Regions from separate parts of the Macaca mulatta genome. Here region 2 is linked to region 1. The links are chromatin contacts, called in public Hi-C maps. All regions are on one chromosome and are shown on one strand. The core of a region is the stretch at or near the end of the contact, and the rest is flanking DNA. Distances in the headings are between cores, read along the strand shown. Region 1 holds the start of RRP1 (ribosomal RNA processing 1). Region 2 holds the start of RRP1B (ribosomal RNA processing 1B).

Region 1 (5,848 bases), core at 1,118-3,617:
CTCAGTCAATCACATCAACGACCTCGGCAAGTGTAAGACTCACCGAACCAAAGGCCCACACCCACCAGCCATGCAGAACCAAGCATCAAGGCTATACGACCTCCCCACGGTCTCTGGCCATATTAAAACTGGGAGGACTAGGCCGGGCGCGGCGGCTCACACCTGTAATCCCAGCACTTTGGGAGGCTGAGGCGGACGGATCACGAGGTCAGAAGTTCAAGACCAGCCTGGCCAACATGATGAAACTCCACCTCTACTAAAAATACAAAAAATTAACGGGGCGTGGTGGCGGGCGCCTGTAATCCCAGCTACTCGGGAGGCTGAGGCAGGAGAACTGCTTGAAACTGGAAGGCGGAGGTTGCAGTGAGCTGAGATTGCACCAGTGCACTCCAGCCTGGGCAACAAGAGCGAAACTCCGTCTTAAAAAAAAAAAGAAAAAAAAAAACTGGGTCGACCAGATGCCCATCCATCCTCCCCCGCTGCTTCTGCACCTTCTCTGCTGCTCACTCTACTCACCTGGAGGAGCGGCTTGTCCTGCATCCACATGCAATAGAACAGTCCTTTCCACACCTTCAGCAGCTCGTCGTGAGTAAAACCACCTGCAGCAAAACAGCAACATTTGGATCAAATGAACCCCGCACCTTCGAGTGCCAGGAAGGAAGCCACAGAAACGTGACTGCCTGAATGAGACCAAAGTCCCACTTACTGTAAAGGCAACTGGGGGGCAAAATCTGGCCCTCCCCTTCAAACAATCCTTCTAACCCAGAACCTGCTGTGCCTGTGGCTGTGCGGCTCCTCCAGGTAACTGCCACTTCGTGCACTCAGTAAAACTGAGAATCTACAAGGTATCAGGCACCGTACTCCATTTTGGAAATTCAAAACTGCGAACCTCCACTGTTTCCTAAGCTGATCAGTGGCCACACAGGTTAATCTGTTGGCGATAATTCATCCAGCATTACAATGAGTGTTTCTGCACTTTTCTGCACTTCTCAAATATTAAAAAGAAGAAAGTGAACTCAGGCATTCAGACTAGCTAGGGAGAGAAACAGATTACTCAGGCCAGGTGCAGTGGCTCATGCCTGTACTCCCAACACTTTGGAATTGAGTGCTGAGGCGGGATCACTTGAAGCCAGGAGTTCAAGACCAGCCTGGGCAACACAGGAATACCCCAATTTGTACAAAAAATACTAAATTTAGCTGGCCTGGTGGCACAGCGCCCCCCGTAGTCCCAGTTACTGGGGAGGCTGAGATGGGAGGCTCACTGGAGCCTGGGAGGTAGAGGCTGCAGTGAGCCATAATAGTGCCAATGCACTCCTCCACCCTGGATGACAGTGAGGTCTGTCTCACTCAGAAAAATTTTTTAAAAAGTTTAATTTAAAACATTACTCCGTTGACATTCACTTAAGTCCTATGTCTGGCAAGCTGTTCCTGTAGCAGTGGTTCTCAAGCTGAGTGTGGGGAGCAGTATCAGCCGAACAGCTTCATAAAGCACATGCTAGACCTGATTTGGCGGGGCTGGGACCCTACAACTTGCATTTCTTTCTTTTCTTTTGTAATGAAAACGCATTCTTGCTCTGTTGCCCAGGCTGGATTCCTGGGCTCCTGCGATCCTCCCACCTCGGCATCCCGAGTAGCTGGGATTACTGGCTTGGGCCACTGCGCACGGCATAGAATCTGCATTTCTAACACATGTCCAGGGGATGCTACTGCTGATGGGGGACCACGCTCGGAGAACCACCAGGTACAACGAACAAGTAGATTCTCGGCCCTCAGAGAGATACCCTGAGTGGAAATCGGAAAACAATCCAATAATTACGCAAACAGAAAACTGCTAACAGTGGGAAATGCTACCACGAGGGAAAAATACTGGGTGCCTAAACAGCAGGGCAGCAGGAGTACATGGTCTACTTGAGGGAGGGGACGTCTGAGCTAGGAAAGGAGTTGGGGGCTGGGAAGGAGCGTCCTCGCAGAGGGAACAGAAGTCACCGCACCACGAGGGAAAGCGGCCACGGGGACCGCGGACCGGTAGCAGCAGGAACAGGCCCATGGGCTCCGCCTGCCTGGCCCGGCCACGTGGAGGTTCCATAGGACTCCGAGGGCCCCCAGCCCCGGCCGCCGCCGCCCACACCCGCCCCAGCCCAGCCGGCCCCCGAGACGCCAGCCGCCCACACCCCCACCAACCTGCGGCCCGCTGAGTCCTGGCGACGATGTATTTCCGGAGCTTCCTCACCGCCCGGTCCCGGGTCACCTGCTCATTCCCCGCCAGACGCTGAGCCAGCTGGATTTCAGGCGGGAGCTGCAAGCGCGAAACCATGACGGCGGCGGCCGCCGAGACGCCCCTGTCTCGGGGTCTCCTGGAATCCAGCACACGGAGCACGCGCCGCCCTCTCCCGCCTCCTCCTGGCCCCGGCGCGCGGCGTGACGTCACAGCCCGTGACACCGCCCAGGCGCACGTCACCGCCGCGCAGTGGCCGAGCCGCGCAACTGCAGCCCCCGGAGGCCTAAGACTGCAGAGGGGGCGCGCGCTCCCTGCCTGTGCGCACGCGCGGAGCCGTCGAGCGCGCGCCTGCGCCTGCGCCTCGCTGGGGCTGCGGCTGGCCGGGGTTGTGAGGCAAAGATTTGTTGTTTTTTAATCTTATTTTATTCATAAGCCCACTTGTATTTTTTTCCTGAGACAGGATCTCGCTCTGTCGCCCAGGCTGGAGTGCAGTGGCGCGATCTCGGCTTACGACAGCCTCTGCCTCGCGGGCTCCAGGGATCCTCCAGCCTCAGCCTCCGGTGGAGCTGGGACCAGAGGCGCCACCACTCTCGGCTCGAAACTTTACTTTTAAACCCAGGGGGTGGCTGGATTTGGCCTAGGACGATAGTTTGCCATCCCCTGAAGCAGAAGAATTTTATTTAATTTTAGAAATAACTGTTGAATTCTTTGGTAAAGGTGACGTGTCATGATGTCTGCAGTTCATTCTGCAAAAAAGTAAATCACTACACGCACATAGGTGTATGCAGATAAGCAACCAAGGCAAACTGTTAACAATCGTGGAGTCTACAGGCAGGAATGCAGGTCTTTTCCAGCACAGAATTTTGTTTCTGTGCTGGAAAATATATATTGGCCTGGACAACATGGCGAAACCCTGTCTCTCCAAAAAAAATACAAAAAGTAGCCGAGTTTGGTGGGTGTGTGCCTGTAGTCCCAGCTACTGGGTGGGAGGGGATGGGGACTGAGGTGGGAGGATTGCTTTAGGCTGGGAGCTCCAGGCTGCAGTGAGCTGAGATCATGCCATTGCACTCTAGCCTAAGCAACAGGGCAAGACCTTGTCTCCCCACCTGAAAAAAAGAAAATATATACTGTGCGACATACAAGGAACACGTGTCCATTTCCTGTGGCTTTAAATGACGGAAGTTTATTCTCTCACAGCTCTGGAGGCCAGAAGGCCGAGACCAAGGTGTCGGCAGAAACATGTTCCCTCTGAAGGCTCCAGGGGAGGGTCCTTCCTGCCGCCTCCAGCTTCTGGCGGGTCTCAGTGCTCCCCGGCCTCATCTCCCCAGACTCTGTCTCCATCTTCTCGTGGCCCCCTCCCTGTGTCTGTCTTCACAAGAGTTCTTCCCGTCTCTGTGGCCTCTCCTTTTTTTCCTTTGTTGTTGTTGTTGTTGTTGTTGTTGTTGAGACAGTTTCGCTCTGTTGCCCAGGCTGGAGTGCAGTGGCATGATCTCGGCTCACTGCAACCTCTACCTCCAGGATTCAAGCAATTTCTGGCTGATTTTTGTATTTTTAGTAGAGATGGGGTTTCACCATGTTGGCCAGGCTGATCTCGAACTCCTGACCTCAAGAGATCTGCCTGCCTCAGTCTCCCCAAAGTGCTGGGATTACAGGCGTGAGCAACTGCGTCTGGTCAGCCTCTCCTCTTCTTATGAGGACACCAGTCAGTGGACTGAGGCCTGCCTTAATGTAACATGGCCTCATGTCAACTAACCATGTCTGGAAAGACCCGTTTTCCAAATTAAGGTCACATTCTGAGGTTCCAGCAGACATGACTTTCTGGGGGACAAGCACGAATGAGAAAAGGCCCTGCACTCACACAGTGAGTATGTCTCGCACACAGCGGGTATGTCACGCACACAGTGGGTATGTTACACACACAGCGGGTATATCTCACACACAGCGCGTATGTCACGCACAGTGGGTATATCTCGCACAGTGGGTATATCTCGCACAGTGGGTATATCTCGCACAGTGGATATATCTCACACAGTGGATATGTCTCGCACACAGCAGGTATGTCGCGCACAGCGGGCATGTCACGCACAGCGTGTATATCTTGCACACAGTGGGTATGTCGCACAGACAGTGGGTATGTCTCACGCACAGTGGGTATATCTCGCACACAACGCGTATGTCACGCACAGTGGGTATATCTCGCACAGTGGGTATATCTCACACAGCGGGTATGTCCTGCACACAGTGCATATGTCTCGCACACAGCAGGTATGTCGCGCACAGCGGGCATGTCACGCACAGCGTGTATATCTTGCACGCAGTGGGTATGTCGCACAGACAGTGGGTATGTCTCACGCACAGTGGGTATATCTCGCACAGTGGGTATATCTCACACAGTGGGTATGTCTCGTGCACAGTGGGTATATTGCACACGCACAGTGGGTATGTCGCACACAGTGGGTATGTCGTGCGCACAGTGGGTATGTCACGCGCACACAGTGGGTATGTCGCGCGCAGAGTGGGTATGTCGTGCGCACAGTGGGTATGTCGTGCGCACACAGTGGGTATGTCGCGCGCGCAGCGGGTATGTCGCGTGCGCAGCGGGTATGTCACGCGCACACAGCGGGTATGTCGCGCACACAGTGGGTATGTTGCGCACACACAGTGGGTATGTCGCGTGCGCACAGTGGGTATGTCACGTGCACAGTGGGTATGTCACACGCACAGTGGGTATGTTGTGTGCACAATGGGTATGTCAGGTGCACAGTGGGTATGTCACACCCCACTACTGAGAACAGGGTGAGAGGGACTAAGCTGTCCTAGGAGGGTGAAGTTGTTCATTGGGGAGCACACCTTCACACCAGGCTTGAGATGCCAGGCTTCAGACGGAAAGGACATGGCAGGTGGTCTCTAAAAATATGGAAGACTAAGATTTGGAAATAGAGTAAAGTGACTTAAAAAATCTCTTCTCGGGCTGGGCACGGTGGCTTATGCCTATAATCCCAGCTACTAGGGAGGCTGAGGCAGGAGAATGGTGTGAACCCGGGAGGCAGAGCTTGCGGTGAGCCGAGACTGCATCACTGCACTCCAGCCTGGGTGACAGAGCGAGACTCCATCTCAAAAAAAAAAAAAAAAAATAGCCGGGCGCGGTGGCTCACGCCTGTAATCCCAGCACTTTGGGAGGCCGAGGCGGGCGGATCACGAGGTCAGGAGATGGAGACCATCCTGGCTAACACAGTGAAACCTTGTCTATACTAAAAATACAAAAAAATAGCTGGGTGTGGTGGCGGGCGCCTGTAGTCCCAGCTACTCAGGAGGCTGAGGCAGGAGAATGGCGGGAACCCAGGATGCGGAGCTTGCGGTGAGCCGAGATCGCGCCACTGCACTCTAACCTGGGCGACAGAGCGAGACTCTGTCTCAAAAAATATATATATATATATCTTCTCCTGGCATGACCTTTGAAGGCAGAAACAAAAACACTCTCCGATGTAAGCACCCCTCCCCACACACACTTTTTTTTTGAGACAGAGTCTTGCTCTGTCACCCAGGCTGAAATGCAGTAACGCGATCTCAGCTCACTGCAACCTCCACCTCCCGGGTTCAAGTGTCTCCTGCCTCGGCCTCCCAAGTAGC
Region 2 (5,848 bases), core at 1,935-4,434, 140 kb after region 1:
GAATGAGTGAATGAATTGGGACAAATAAGCTCTTATGAATGAAAGCCATGGAGAGTGATCACTTTAGGACTGTGAGTACCTAACTTGAACAGTTAAAGCATGAGCTCAACATTCTGTTACTTAAAGTAATACAAAGATTTCCAATTTATTTTTAAAATTACAAAGCTATCTATTTATGTTGCTGCAGAACAGCTCATGTTTCAGGAAGAGTGAAATCTCAGATTTCCTTTATGATGCCTAAGACAAGATGCAAAAAAGTTTGAGCCTGTCAATGGGAGTCAAATGTCAGGCCAAGTTATTTCCAAATTTGTGTTTTAATTGTGGTGGGGCATAGCTGTGGCGGAGACCGTGTGTTTTCTTGTCCCATTATCACTGTCCATGACGTTCACGCTGCAGAGTTATTTTTTGAAGGCCCAGTGTACTCCATGCCATGTGGTGGTGAACAAGACGTACAAGACAAGAAACTCTGGGTGTGACAGGCACTAACCAGACAGGACTCTGGAGCACTGGTGTAAACTGGTCTTAGGCCCCCTGCGTAACCTCAGCATCTGCAAATCCTGGGCTGGCTCACCAAAGGGTTTGAGCAAAAGGCTCTGTCTAGGCTGTTTTAGCACCATAAGTATTGCTTCTTGTCTTCTACTTTTGTATAGGCCAAGACCTTTCATGGCTGCATGTACTCCCACTTCTGGCTAAGAAAACAGATGGAAGCTTACACTGTTTTGGGAGTAGAATGGCACATTGATAATTAAGCAGCAATGTAGCTAAGTGCTACAACAGAGACACAATGGATGTTTTAGACCCTGGAGGAGTAGGGCGAGATGCTAGGGGAGGCTTTTTGAAGGAAGTGATACTGAACTGAATGCTGGGAGTGAAGAAGGTGTGGGATTCTTTGCAGAGTGAACAGGAGAAGCAAAGGCAGAGAGGTGAGAAATTGTGTGCTATACACCAAGATCCATGACTGGTTCTGTTGACAGAACATGAAGCAGTCACATGGGGCTTAGGGAGGAAGAGCACCTGAGGACAGATCATGACTTGCAGACACTGAATTTCAAAAAATATTGGTGATGTGGGATCAGATTTGTTTTAGGAAGATGACCCTGGGCTGGTCTGTGGAGGACAGATTCGGGGGGACACAAATGAAGTTAAGGAGACCAGTTAGGGAATATGCAGGTGCAGAAGTTTGGGTGAGATGCAAAGGGCCCACAGTCAGAGAATTTATTTCATCAGGAGGCGAAGGAGGGAGGACTGAGGGACACTGGATGTGGGCCAGGGGAAGAGGATGAGGAAGACAGAGGAGTCCAGGACAATCCCCTGCGTCCAGCTGGAATCCGAATGGCTGGTGGGAACTAGCAACCAAAAGAAGAGAAAACAGGTGGTAGAGGAGCAGCAGCAGACAACAGGCTTTCGGGGAAAGAAAATATGACGTTTTTTGGCATCCTGAGTGTGAGGTGCCAGGTAGAGAAGCCAGGCTAGCAAGGCACATCCCAGTTGCAAGTAGGAAAGGGCTGGGTCAACAATTTAGGTTTAGAAACCCCCAGCATATATGGACTACCTGGAACTGTGAGAGTAAACAAAATCTCTTAGGGACATCCCTAACAGAATCAAAGTCAGGAATTTTGGTCTTCATTCCTTTTTCTACCAGACTTCCCAGGAAAGTTTATTTTCTTTTTTTGGGTAGTCTGGTGATTTTTCTTAAAACAAACTGAGAATGTCAGTAATGGGGGAGATAATATCTGTTCTTTTAAGCAGATTCTAAATGTATTAGTACCATCAGTAACTAAATCAAACTTTATCTTAAAACCTCTGTCACACATTGTAGTTCATATCGTATGGGCTCACTCAAGAGTTTACAGAAAATATTCTTGGATCAGGTAAATGAAATCATTCAACAGCAGTGCCGTTAAAATCTACACTACAAAGCCCTGTGTGATCTGGCCACTGCCTACAATCTCCAACTTCATCTCATCACACTCTCCCCGCCCACCCACAACTTAATTGGTCTTTCAAACCACTCCTAGGGCACGTGAAGCTCTTTCCTGCCTCTGCATAGGCGCTTTCCGCTCATCTCTCTTCAGATTTCAGCTGAACATCACCCGAGAGGCCTTCCCAGAACAGTCTATCAAGAAGAGCAACCTCCTTCACTTCTTGCTATTACCTGGTTTTCTTTCTTTCTCTCTTTCTTTCTTTTTTTGAGACGTAGTTTCGCTCTTGTTGCCCAGGTTGGAGTGCAATCGTGCGATCTCGGCTCACCGCAACGTCCGCCTCCCAGGTTCAAGCGATTCTCCTGCCTCAGCCTCTCGAGTACTGAGATTACAGGCATGCGCCACCATGCCCGGCTAATTTTGTATTTTTAGTAGAGTCGGGGTTTCACCATGTTGGATTGGCCAGGCTGGTCTCGAACTCCCGACCTCCGGTCATCCGCCCGCCTCGGCTTCCCAAAGTGCTGGGATTACATGCGTGAGACACCGCGCCCGGCCTACTACCTGGTTTTCATTTCCTTTACTACACTTACACAAGGTCTACTTTATTTGCCTGTTTGCCTCCTTGCTTTATTACTAACAAATCCTCGAGAGTAGTGCTTCTGTCTTCTCTCCTCCAGCCCCGGCACGTAAAGGTGCTGGTCAAAGAAAGGCGGCAATCACCGACCGGACACCAGGGCAAATGAGGGCAGCCCAGTGATTCGAGATGCCGGCTGGGGAATCGGACCCATGTGGGTCTTTTCTCAGCTTTCCCGCTTACTGTGACTTTCACAAGTAACGGAACACCCTCAACCCGTTTCCTCAAGTGTAAAAAGGCACTAGACACAGCAAGAAGCGGTTCTGGCAGCGCGGAAACCTAAGCACACGCTGGGTGTCACGACAACACGTGGAAGCCGCGTTCCGTGCCAGGGCCCTGGCCCCAGCCCCGGCCCCCGGCCCGCCATGTGGCGCGGCTGACCGCCGCCGTGCGCCCACCTGTCTCCCTCTGCGTCTTCACGCTGATGTACTGGCGCAGCTTCTTCACCGCCCGGTCCCGAATGCCCTTCTCGCTGGACGCCAGCCGCTGGGCAAACTGGATCTCGGCCGGCTGCATGGCGGGGGCCATCGCGCCCGCTGGAGCATCCCCGGCCGCGCAACCCGCGGTGCAGCTGCCGCCAGCCGAGCGCCGCGGAGCAGCCAGCAGCCGTCCGCCAGGGCCTCGACTGCACAGAAGGCGGCGACGGCGCGCGGGTTGATGGCGTCACAAAGGCGCCGCGGCTCGCAGCGCGCTCTGGGAGTGAGCGCGGCCGTGGCCCTGGCAGCGGGCGGAGCGGCCCATCTCTTGTGCGAGTGGCGCCGGCTCTGCCTTTCGGTTGCCAAAATTCAGGCTGTACACGGCGAGGTTAGCCAGGGTTAGGACTTGGCCAGGAAGAGACGGACGGCTGTTTGTAAACGGTCTAGGATTTTTTGTTTTTGAGACAGGGTCTCCCTCTGTCGCCCAGGCTGGAGTGCAGGGGCGCGATCTTGGCGGTGATCTTGGCTCACTGCAGCCTCGACCACCCAGACTCAAGCGATCCTCCCATGTCGACCACCCAAGTAGCTGAGACTACAGGCGCGCGCTATCACGCCCCACTACTTTTTATTTTTGTAGAGATGGGGTCTCGCTATGTTGTCCAGGCTGGTCTCAAACTCCTGGGCTTAAGCAATCCTCCCGCCTCGGCCTCCCTGAGCACTGGGATTAAGGGATTGAACCACCGCGCCTGGCCACAGTCTAGGATCTTTAATCCCATTTAGCACACCCCGTTGAGCCAGCAGCTCACCTGCGATCTCCGTGGCACGGAGTTTTTAACTGTGGAGCCCCCGGGTCCCCGGGTGGAGTTAAGACTGGAAGGAAAGGCCGGCACTGGGGCCTGTTGAGCGGGTGAAGGGCTCACCTTCCGCCAGCGCCTGCAGAGGCTCGGGCAGGTCGGCGCGCCCCTTACTCTGGAGCCCTAGTGCCAGTGCTGGGGCACCCGCGCCGGCGTCCCGAAGCCTGGAGAGCACGCGCGCTTCCAGGGGAGTTGGGCAGGGCGGGCTGCTTGCTAACTCCAGAGAGGGAAGAAATCTTAGCTTTGGGTTCATCTAAAACCCAAGAACATCCTATATTTTGCGGACTCAGCGGGCGTGCCGGGGCAAGCTAATGGACTAGGTCACTCCACACGTAGCGGGGGGTTATCTCAGTTGCTCCGCTCAGTTATGTGGGCGACCTCCCGAGGTGCCTGTTGACACAAAAATTCAACCCTTAACATAAAAGCGCCTGAATCCGAGCGAAGGAAGGCGAACCGCGGAGGCGAGGTTTCCAGCAAAGACTGCCAGTTTGAAACAGTCCCCCATAGTGTAGCATTCCTCGCCAAACAGGAAAGGACTCATCCGATTTATTTTACTTGACACTTACATCAGGGGCTGACTTTCCTTCTGCTTTGCAGATAACCCCGGCTAAGTTTAAAACCCCGGCTAAGCCAGAAGAGCCAAAGTGGGACCTCGCCAAGACCACTCCTCGCGCTCTCGGCCGAGAATACTGCGCAAATTCTGCGAGGTTTGAGCCTCGCGCCTCTCCGTTCCCGACCCCCGGCGTGGACACGTTCCCGCGCTTTCTGGCGTCAGGGGTCAGAGGGCACGCCGCCGCGCAGGAGAACGGAGCCGAGGCCGCGGCTGCTATGGGCGAAGCAGGCGGTGCTGAGAAGGCCTGCAGGGTCAGTGGGGAAGCCCTGCCCACCGCCAGCGTGTTTGAGCCGTCGCCATTCGCTCCCCTCAGGGCCGCTCCCAGTGCGCTCGGAGACGGCCTGCTGTCGTGTGCTTGGGGGAGGCCTGGAGACTTCCTCCCCGGACAGCGTGAGCTGGGCCGGAGCGGGGCGAAGACGTGGGTGGGAGGCGACTTTCGCCTCCAAACCCACGCGGGGACCCGGTCTGTGAGGCTGCGCGCGGTGGGGGCACTCAATGGCGCCAAAGTGGGCATGGGAGCGTGGGATGGATGGTCACCTCTCTCTGCCCTGTGGAAGCCCAGTTCCCTTCCGAAGGCCCTGGCCCCGTGCTCCGGGACTTAGCGAGACAGCGTCAGTCTCAGAATCTGCCCTCCATCGATTTTTTATTTATTTTATTTTATTTTTTTTTTTGAGACGGAGTCTTGCTCTGTTGCCCAGGCTGGAGTGCAGTGGCCGGATCTCAGCTCACTGCAAGCTCCGCCTCCCGGGTTCAAGCCATTCTCCTGCCTCAGCCTCCCGAGTAGCTGTGACTACAGGCGCCCGCTACCTCGCCCGGCTAGTTTTTTGTATTTTTTAGTAGAGACGGGGTTTCACCGTGTAGGCCAGGACGGTCTCGATCTCCTGACCTCGTGATCCGCCCGTCTCGGCCTCCCAAAGTGCTGGGATTACACTGCGCCCGGCCCCTCCATCGATTTTATAACTAACTGATTGCATGCGATGGAGAAGGCGCTTGGACTCTGGGGCCAGACCCGTGTTCACATCCTGCTTCCACTCCTTATTATTTGTGCTGCATTGAGAGTCACCAAGCTCCCGTGCCTTAATTTCCATCTGGACGATCTTGGAGGCTTGGGGTGAATAGATGAGATCACGGGCAGAAGGCTTAGCAAACCCGGTGGGAAACCAGTCTAGATGACTTCCTTTTTCTCCTGATTAGTTTGGTGCTGCAATGATAAAAAGTTGCAGGCGTTTTCTTTGACTTTTAGGAATAGAGCTCTTGTATGACTTTTGTTTTTCGTGTTCTTGCTCTGTTGCCCAGACTGGAGGGCAGTGGCATGATCATAGCTCACTGCAGCCTCCAACTCCTGGACTCAAACCTTCTTCCCGCATCAGCCTGCTGAGTAGCTGGGATTACAGGTGCATGCCACCACG

The links. A called contact is a pair of places that touch in the nucleus more often than the background predicts.
Region 2: a Hi-C map of fetal cortex germinal zone shows a contact between it and region 1, with 2.4 times the contacts expected there. The contact joins the promoter of RRP1B here to the promoter of RRP1 in region 1. A contact is called at or near these places in 2 of 14 Hi-C or Micro-C datasets (fetal cortex germinal zone and liver).

The regions. Positions count from the first base shown.
Region 1 is chr3:3,736,397-3,742,244 of T2T-MMU8v2.0, forward strand. It overlaps RRP1 (ribosomal RNA processing 1), which reads right to left and starts at 2,368. Exons shown (of 13, transcript XM_077995597.1): 1 at 2,182-2,368; 2 at 517-599. The coding sequence starts at 2,314.
Region 2 is chr3:3,879,575-3,885,422 of T2T-MMU8v2.0, forward strand. RRP1B (ribosomal RNA processing 1B) reads right to left here and starts at 3,185. Exons shown (of 16, transcript XM_077995535.1): 1 at 2,955-3,185. The coding sequence starts at 3,084. It overlaps HSF2BP (heat shock transcription factor 2 binding protein), which reads left to right and starts at 3,211. Exons shown (of 8, transcript XM_077995593.1): 1 at 3,211-3,360; 2 at 4,424-4,690. The coding sequence starts at 3,214.